Linked DNA regions of Sus scrofa: region 1 is linked to region 2. A link is a contact called in public promoter capture Hi-C data. All regions are on one chromosome and are shown on one strand. Each heading gives the region's core, a stretch centred on a gene start, on an enhancer-like site or on the middle of the called end of the contact. The rest is flanking DNA. Distances are from core to core; before and after follow the strand shown. Region 1 holds the start of SNRNP70 (U1 small nuclear ribonucleoprotein 70 kDa). Region 2 holds the start of DBP (D site-binding protein).

Region 1 (4,446 bases), core at 614-3,113, 300 kb after region 2:
TCTCTCTCATGGAACGCTTTATTCAGGCAAGGATCCGCAATGGCTGCTACAACCAGGATAAGAGGAGCTTGGGAACAGTAGCAAAGTCCCACTGCTCAGATTACCAAGGAGAATATGTACCTTTGCCAGGAGAGATCTGGTAGCTGGCACCCTGACCAGGTGACTAACTCAGCATCATAATACCAGGACCATCTGACATCAGGCACTTCCAGATGTGATGAAATACCAGACATGATGCAATACAAAGTCTGCAGTATCACCCGAGTAATGTTCTTGCCAAAAATGTTCAATATCAGTCTATGAAAACCTTTAGACTCAATTTCCAGTTTATGGGCAAAATGGGGATAGTGGAATGAACTAAATTCCACGAGGAAATAATCAGACAAAGTCAGAATGCAGGACATAGGACTGCACACCAAACTCGGGGGAAAACAACAACATAACGCAGTGTGTGTGTGTGTGTGTGTGTGTGTGTGTGTGTGTGTGTGTGTGTCTATTCTATGTTAAAGAGGCGAGAGAGACATGATAACCAAATAAACGCGTGAACATTGACTGGCTCCTGTTTCAGATTAAGATAGAGTTCTCATGAGTCAACTGGGAAAATCTGAATAGGGGCTGGATAAACTTTCTAAGAGGTGAAAATAGCTGTGTTGTTGGGCAGAGGATGCCATTATTCTTAGGAGACATGCTGAAGCATTTAGAGGTGCAGTGTCTCAGCCATTTACTATCCAATGGTACTAAAAAAAAATACATTATTATTAGCTTTATTTTTCTTCAAACTTTTTATTTTGAAGTAATTTTAGAATTATGGAAAAGTTCCAAAAAATAGTGCAGAGTTCCCACATACATATACACAGAAAGCAAACGTGTCTATGTATACGTTATCTGTTTTTTAAGCCATGCCCATGGCATGTCGATGTGCCCTGGCCAGAGGTGGCACCTGCTCCACATCAGCAACCCAAGCCAATGCAGTAACAATGCTCATTCTTAACTTGCTGCGCCACGAGAGAACGCTTCAGGATATTTTTTTTAAGTAGCATGATATTAGCCATTTAAATTTTGTAGTAATTTCTGTAATTATTATCAAACAGGCAATTGAATCTATTCCCCAAACTTCAAATATTTTAACTTCTTACAGGTCTACAGGGCCCTAAATAATCCGCCAGCTCTCTGCTCTCTCAGCCAACATGAGATTCCCACTTTCCGCCCCAATTCAGGACCTTTGCACTTGCTGTTAAACCCGCCCAGATCTCCCTTCCATCAGTCTCCTTCTCCAGAAGGACCTAGTTCTAAAATAACCCCTCTATCCCCGCCCATTCCCGTACTCGGCCCTATTTTTCTTTACTGTGTTGGCCACCGTCCGAAATTTATCTTTTTAAGTGCCTTTATTGTCTCCCTCAGTACAATGTAAGCTCCAAAAAGGAAAAGACTTCGCTTCAGTCGCATGGTATATCGCCAGAGCCCAAACAACGCCACGCACACATTGGGCGCTCAATGAACAGTTACTGATTTCCTAGGTTAAGGAATCACACTGTTCACGTAGGAACTCTTTGCCAGGCGGCGGAAGGATATTTCAGTGTGAAAGACGTTACAGGCATGCGCGCAAGATCCGGGAAGTGTGTAAGAAAAGGCGTGGAGCATCAAGAGTCTCGCGGACAGAGGCAGTTGGAGCCCTGAGCGCGAGGTGAAAGGGGACCGCTTGGGGCGGAGCGCGCGTGCGCACTGTGACCTTCATCCCGCCGCGGCAAAGGAGTTTAAGGTGCCGGAAGGCGGGGTAGTGGCCTCGCGCGTGCGCAGTGCTCGCAGCGGCGCCAAGGTTCCTGTGTGTGGGTTGCACTTGACTCGCGCGGCGCGTGCGCAATAGGGTCGGCGGAGGGATTTGAGGCTGGTTCCACCCCTTGCCCCTGTCGCGAGCCGAGGCCGCGCGGGCTCGTGAGCTGTGGCCTGGTGCGCGCGCTGGGCGGGCGACAGAGACTGAGAGACGCGGTCGCCGTCTGAGTCGAAGCTAGAGCTAGAGTACCTGCTGCTGTGGGGCCGCCGCGAGCCCCTGGACCGTCGCCAGGCCGAGGAGGGCGCCGCGCGGCGGGTGAGTATGACTGAGTGGCCTTACCGGGTGCGGGGCCGCTACCCACAAGCCCCTGCGGTGGATCCCAGTCCCTTCCCCGGGGCCGGGCAGTCTTCCCGCGCCACCGCCACCACAGAACCTTTTTGCACGCCTTACCCAGAGTTCTCCGGTCACTTAGGCTTTTTCCATAGTCCCCCTCCCCCGCCCTCAGCGGTCACTTACCCACAGGCCTTTGCGCTGTGTTGCCTTTTTTCGTCCTCGCTTCCCTTCCGTCCTGGACCCTTACCCACAATCCACTTCGCCTGCGGGGCCTAGATCTATTACCCACAACCCCCTGGCTTGAGAGGTTTGCTGTTTATGACTGACCCCTTCTCCTGATCAGAGACCTCTTGCGGTCCTCCCCCTATAACCTTTTATCCAAGGTGCGGGACCACCAGCCGCCACGGCCCTAGACCTCCTTCCTCGGGATCCTTGATGCCCCACAAGCCCCCAGGGACCTTCAGCCCCGCAGTTCCTTGCTCAGGACTTCACTGCTCGGAAACCTGTTTTCAGTCTTTGTTTCTCTTCTCTTGCCCTCCCCCTCCCCTCCCGTTCACACAGCCCTCCCTCTAGAATCTGCTTGCCCCTGTGATTAAGGATCGATCGCGCTCTGTGTCCTTACAGGAGACTTTGAGATTTTTGTCCGTGTTTCTCTCTTTTCTTGGGAGGCAAGGGATTGATAGGGGCTTCATCTCCCCAGCCCACCCTAACATAAGATGGTCCTGCTTCTGCTCTCAGACTTGGCACGATGACCCAGTTCCTGCCGCCCAACCTTCTGGCCCTCTTTGCTCCCCGTGACCCCATCCCATACCTGCCACCCCTGGAGAAACTGCCACATGAAAAACACCACAATCAACCTTACTGTGGCATTGCGCCCTACATCCGAGAGTTTGAGGTGAGTTCACTGAAGAGGCTTGGAGTGGGCTGGATCGGGGAGTCTGGTCTCTGGCGATTTTCTAGCTGTGTGATTGAGGAAGGTGGCTTTTATCCTGTTTCCCTGTCTTAGATTGGTAACACAGCCCTTGTAGGGCTTTTGTGAAAATTCAGTAACTACCAGTTGAGGATTCAGACTCTCGAGTTAGGTAGTCCTTGGTGCGCCATTTATCGGTTGCGTGATGATCTTGGGCAAGAGGTGTATCCTCTAACTGCTGTGATTTTTTTCCCCCCCATGTTTAGCAAGGGAATATTAGTGTCTTTGATGTAATTTGATGGAGAATTGACTGTTTGTTTTTTTTTTTTTTTTAACGTTATGGGGCTTGACGCCAAGCAGTCAGTAAACATCAATTATTTCTTAACGTATAATGACCATTTTGGTCATTAATATGGTGAAATTTGTAAAGGGTTAGCACTTGGTGATTGGTGCATTGAAGACCACAGGCTTGAGAATTGCAGCTTTGTACCTGCAGGGTGAACAGAGATAAATGGCTTTGGCCCATGGGCCTCGGTTTTTTCATTTTCGAAATTGGGTTAACAACATCCACCTGTTGAGGTGCATCGGCGGACACCCGAGAAGTGCTGGCACACAGGAGTCAGAAGAAGAAAGTTCTGGCATCAGGTGGGAACGGGGAGGTGAAGGAAGTTGTGGAGCAGAAGTTTAGTACAGAGGTGACAGGAGGTTGGCTCTATAGTAGTATTTGCCAGCCTCGGTGAACCGGTATTTGGAAAATATGACTAGCCAGTTAAGTCAATGCAGTAGTTACAGGCTGGCGGCAGATGTGGTCATGTGACAGTTACTGTTTAATGAGTGCTCGCCGAGACCTTCAGGAACTACCCTGGCCCTCAGAAGGTGTCCAGTTGTTTGCCTCTGAGCACTGCACTGTCAGCTTCTTTTGCTTCAGGCCTGGTCCCAATTCTTATCTGTGATTAAGGACAAGTCTGCTGCAGAGTGGTGCTTTTGATAAACACAAGGATTATTTTCACTTTCTAGTATTTTTAGAGAAAGGCTACAAAGTTAAAAAAAAAACAAATCAAATTTCATTTGTTGAGTTCAACAGATATAAAGCTACTCTGTCAGATTGCTGTCGAGGTTTCTGAATACTTAATGCCAGTTTCTGTAGTTCTCTTGTCACAGACCAGTAACAGTTCCCAGATAGCATGGGGCATGGATCATGCTTTGATTTGCACCATTCCCCCACCTCCACTGGCCTAGGAACTGGCTGTGTTTGCACACATGCGTGTGTGTACAAGCGCAGGGGCGTGGCTGAGATGCTCATTATTTCCTGGATGGCGTCCCTTGCTATTTTCCCCTGTCCCTCCCACCCTGTCACCTCTTTTTGTTCCCAGGACCCTCGAGATGCCCCTCCTCCAACTCGAGCAGAAACCCGGGAGGAACGAATGGAGAG
Region 2 (4,366 bases), core at 650-3,149:
GGTCCACGTACTCCACGTCGCCGAACGGCAGCGTCCGCTCCCACAGTAGCGGCGCCAACAGACCCGGGCCGGGCACAGCCCCCGGGCGTCCCCGCGGGGACCCGCCGCCCACCACCGCCCCAGCTGAGGCATCCGCCGGACCTGCAGGCTCCAGGCCCGGCCCCGGGACCGTGGCCGCCGGCGGGGCCGCTTTGCGCTCCTTTTCCTTCAGGAGACCTTCGGGGCCAGGGAAAGAGCGGGCAGGGTGGGCAGGAAGAGGGAGATGGAAATGAAGAAGAGTCTCCGAGTGGAGAAAGACAGGAGAAACGAGGGGATAGAGAGCCCCACCGCCGAGGTGAAGAGAAAGAGGGGACAGAAGAGAAGTAGAGGAGAGATCAGAGAGGGTGGGCAAGGGCCCAGAGATAGGAGGGGACAGAGGCTCAGAGAGGGAGAGAGACCCAGAGAGAAAAGACAAGAGACGGGGCGACAGACAGAGAGAGGGACAGAGAGCCAGAAAGAGGGGAGGACATGGATGCAAAGAGAGAGATGGGGACAGAGACCCAAGAAGAGATAGGGACATAGAAGGGGGACAGAAGTTCAAAGAGAGGTAGGTGGAGGGTTGGGCAGGTAAGAGAAAAAATGACAGCTCTGTAATTCTTCTGTAATTAGCCCCCTACCCCCCGCGCACTGTACCCCTTTCTCCTCGATCTCCCCCCCCCGTAAGGGTCAGGAAGGGGTTCTATTTCTGGGGCACATTCCTCGTCCCTAGACTCCATGTGACCCCAGGAGGCTCCGCCCAAGCCCGTGTAACTACCGTGTGAGCATCCGACACACCCCCCTCCCTTCTCCCTCGACCCCAAGAGTCCAAGACTCTCGGAACCACAAGAAACAGGGGGCTGGGGCCTAGAGTCTCGAGTCCTCGGGGTGGACGGGCTTGAAAGCCGGTATTTTTGGGTCCTGGGTGCTGAGGGATCTAGGGGCTTAAACACCTAAGTATTGGGGTAGATAAAGGTTGGAAGGGTGGACTCTGGGCACGTAAGAGGTATCTGTGGACCCTCCCAGCACTGGAGTCCCTAAGAGCTGGGGGGGGGGGGGCTAGAACTCACAGCTGGTTGGCTCTTTGGGCTTGCTGGTCCCCTGCAGAAGGCTCCGCAACCCAAGCAGCGCTCCCCCGCCAGGGGGGGCCCCGGCCGGGCCGCCCAGCAGCAGGGGGGCCGGGGTCCTGTCGCTCACGGGCCGCGCCATCGCCCGGCACCTGCCCGCAGGCTCACGGGCTCATAGAGAGGCGAAGAGCTGGCTTGCCAGTCAGCGGCACACTCCTGTGGTTCAGGCGGGTGTCTGCCCAGGGGCGGGCGAAAGTAGCTTGCAAGCCTCCAGTCTCCAGTCTCCAGAACACTGCAAGTCCTAGGAGCGATGGGGATTTGCAGTCCTCGGTGCAGAAATGTGCAACTCAAGAGGGTCCCAGGAGACCATACAGTCTGGGTGAGGGAGTGATCAAATCAGGCGGCCAGCTCTTTGCAACCGAGGGCTCAAGGGGACACAAGGCGCTCCTACAAGGTGGGCGAGCCTGGCTCTTGCAAAATCTGCAGCTCTCTCTAAGGAAGGAGCTTTGCAATCTGCACCAAGAGGTGTGCGCGGAGGGGCGGGGGAGAGGGCAGGAGGAGGCGGCTGCCTTGAGGCGTGGCCAAAGCAAACTTCTTTCGCGGAAAAAAAAAAAAAAAAGCCAAACCAAAACACCCGACGCCACAGCGCGCACCCCTCCTCTTGGCCCCGCCGGACTCTCAGGCCTTGCACCCCAGCCGCGTGCCTCCCTCCCGCTGAAAGCGCAGGCCAATCGCGTCTCGACCCCTCGAGACCCACAGCCAATGGGACTCCTGGATCTGCCGAGGCCTGGAGTGCGCGAGCAAGGGGCTCAGTGAGTGAAGTTACCTTGCCATTTGGAGGGAGGCGGGACCCTGACCTACATTTGCCCAATGGGAGACGGCTCTGGGGGCGGGACCGTGACCCAGTTCAGGCCAATGAGGCAGGCGGGAGGGGGAAGCACATGGCTCTGCGCGTGCTGCCTGACTGGGAGGGTGGGTGAGAGGGTGGGGGGCGCGGGAGAAGAGCCATACAGGAGCCACAAATCCTAATGATTGTTTTGGAAAAAGGAAGCCAAAAACCCGAGTAGTGGGGTTTAGGAAGTGGGAGATTGGTTTCTAGAAGAAGGCTGCTATTCTTTAATATCCAAATGCTTCCCCGCCGCGCCTAGAATCAGACCACTGAGATACAGGAAGTATTCTGTCCCTTTAATAGCTTTGTTTTGGGGGTGACTCCCCTCCCTCTGTGGGGAGGCTTGGGCAAGGCAGGCGCAATCCTCGATGGGGAGTCTCAGCGACCGTGGGGGGCACCATCCACTGTAAGACGAAACCGGTGGGGGGCGTTAGTTTAGGGCCTGATAGGATGCACCGGGTAGGGGGCGTGCAGGGGCGTGCAGGAGGCGGGGTAGCGGTGCTGGGCTGCGCCGGGCCATACCACAGGCAGGCTGCGAAGGGGAAACTGGAATGTACCAGCTTGAGAAGCTAGGGGAAAAGGACAGATTGCGAACTGGCAGTGGGCTGAACCATAGGGAGGCAGCAGGAGGGTGGCACAGGGACGTCCAGTTTCAGCATCAGGCTGAACTACGCGACGGTATTCACGGGGAGGCCTAGGCTATACCATGTTGGGAAGCCAGAGAGGTGGATGTCAGATCACTGGACTGAACCAAGAGGAGGCAGTAGAAGGGGAAGGGGATTGTACCATGTTGTTTTTCAGTGAAGGGGGTGTCAGACTTTGGACCAGCGTAGGGTTGTACCACATGGAAAGAGGGGAAAGGTTTCGGGCGATACCATTTCAGAAAGCCTTAACAAGAGCCACGGTCCAGTAGTTGATCGTACCCCCATGGAAGCAAGGGGGTTCGGGTTATACACCAAGTTGCAAGTCGCAAGCAGTGAGGAGGAAAGACAAATCATGGACCAGCAATGGTCTATGACGGAGAGGTGGGCTGTACCACGTTGACACAAATGGAGAAGGGAGAAAGAGCGAGTGAGAGCTCAGGAGGCTGGATCACACAGAAGCAGCAAAGAAGGGTAGGACTGTATCATATTGAGACACCAAGGGGAGACAGACACATAGGCGGGTTAGACCAAGACGAGGGGGTGCATACTGGATCATACCATGCAGGCGGTAGTTGGGGCCTCGGCAGCGCCTCTCGGGGTGCCTGGGGTCCCTGTTGCCCCTCAAGGCCCTGTGGGCCAAGGGCTGCAGGGGCCGGCCGTTCCCACTGAGGCTCTGGAAGATCTGGGACGGAGGATTCTGGCTCAGGAGTCTCAGGGAGTGCATCTGCCAAGGAGGGCGAGGGAGGGTGGGAACCTGGAAGTGACTAATGAATGGCCCTGCTGGCATCACAGAAAACCCCCCGCTCCTGGGAGCAGGTGGGCGGGGTCTTGCTCAGCCCCACCCCACCCTCCACCAAGGATTGCCAGACCCTCAGTCCCCTCCAGTTCTCTGTCCCCGATGGGAGGTGAAGCGAGGGGACACCCAGGCCAAGGAAGGGGCTGGGGGTGGCAGGGAGGGGGAATGAGCTGACAGGGTCACCTGGAGGGAGGTGATATTGAGGGCCCTGTCAATGAGGATCCAGGTAACAGTCTCCGAGCAGGGTGGGGTGCTGAGAGAGCCCTGATAGGTGATGAAGCCAAAGGATTCGGGGAATAGGAGCTCCAGGCTCAGGTCTTGAAGAAAGTAGGCATCATCTGCAGGAATATGAGGCGGGTGTGAAGAGCGGTGCCCCTGGAGAACGGCCCCTTGTGCACCCCCGCCCGCACCCCCCACCCCCCAGTGCCCAGGGACTTACTCTTGTAGGAGATGCGGGTGATGGTGTCACGGTTAAGGAGGCGGCTGAGGAATGGGTTTGAGTTACCAGCCACCTGTGCGGAGGTAAGAGGTGAAGCGACAGGCACCCAGAATCCCTTCCTCCCCTAGGGACCCCAGCTCCCCTCTTCAGAGACCCCAGGTTCCAGCCCCTCCCTCCCTCCAGAGTCTTGCCTGGGCTCACATTGACAAAGAGACTGAGAATGGCCAGGCCATTGGGGCCCCGGGAGGCGGCACTGAGGTTCCCGTAGAGCTCTTGGTTGAAGTGGATTAGCTGCACCTGGGAGGGGAGCACAGAGAGTGGGGTCCCCCAGCAGAAGGGGAGGAGAGAGCGGGTACAGCTCTGGTCCTTTGGGGTCCCAAGTCTGGTTCAGTATGAGTGCCCGGGGGGTGGGGGGGAATGCTGTGGAGGAGGATGGGGTGAGGCAGGAAGAGGAAGGGGGAGGGGAGAAGAACTGGGTTGACTCAGGGCGAAGGTCGGGGGTCAGAGGTTAGCGGC

The links. Promoter capture Hi-C pulls out the DNA fragments that hold promoters and counts their contacts.
Region 1: a promoter capture Hi-C map of liver shows a contact between it and region 2, with 5 times the contacts expected there. The contact joins the promoter of SNRNP70 here to the promoter of DBP in region 2. A contact is called at or near these places in 1 of 5 promoter capture datasets (liver) and 9 of 47 Hi-C or Micro-C datasets (embryonic fibroblasts, epiblast stem cells, fetal heart ventricle and 5 more).

Annotation. Positions count from the first base shown.
Region 1 is chr6:54,286,491-54,290,936 of Sscrofa11.1, forward strand. It overlaps SNRNP70 (U1 small nuclear ribonucleoprotein 70 kDa), which reads left to right and starts at 1,864. Exons shown (of 10, transcript XM_021094709.1): 1 at 1,864-2,086; 2 at 2,843-2,999; 3 at 4,388-4,446. The coding sequence starts at 2,853. It also overlaps a transcript of NTF4 not described here.
Region 2 is chr6:53,991,145-53,995,510 of Sscrofa11.1, forward strand. It overlaps DBP (D site-binding protein), which reads right to left and starts at 1,900. Exons shown (of 4, transcript XM_003127286.6): 1 at 1,086-1,900; 2 at 1-216. The coding sequence starts at 1,224. CA11 (carbonic anhydrase 11) reads right to left here. Exons shown (of 9, transcript NM_001004038.1): 5 at 4,046-4,147; 6 at 3,851-3,926; 7 at 3,595-3,749; 8 at 3,174-3,339; 9 at 2,253-2,375. The coding sequence ends at 2,350. LOC110261016 (a long non-coding RNA gene) reads left to right here and starts at 2,962. Exons shown (of 3, transcript XR_002344719.1): 1 at 2,962-3,086.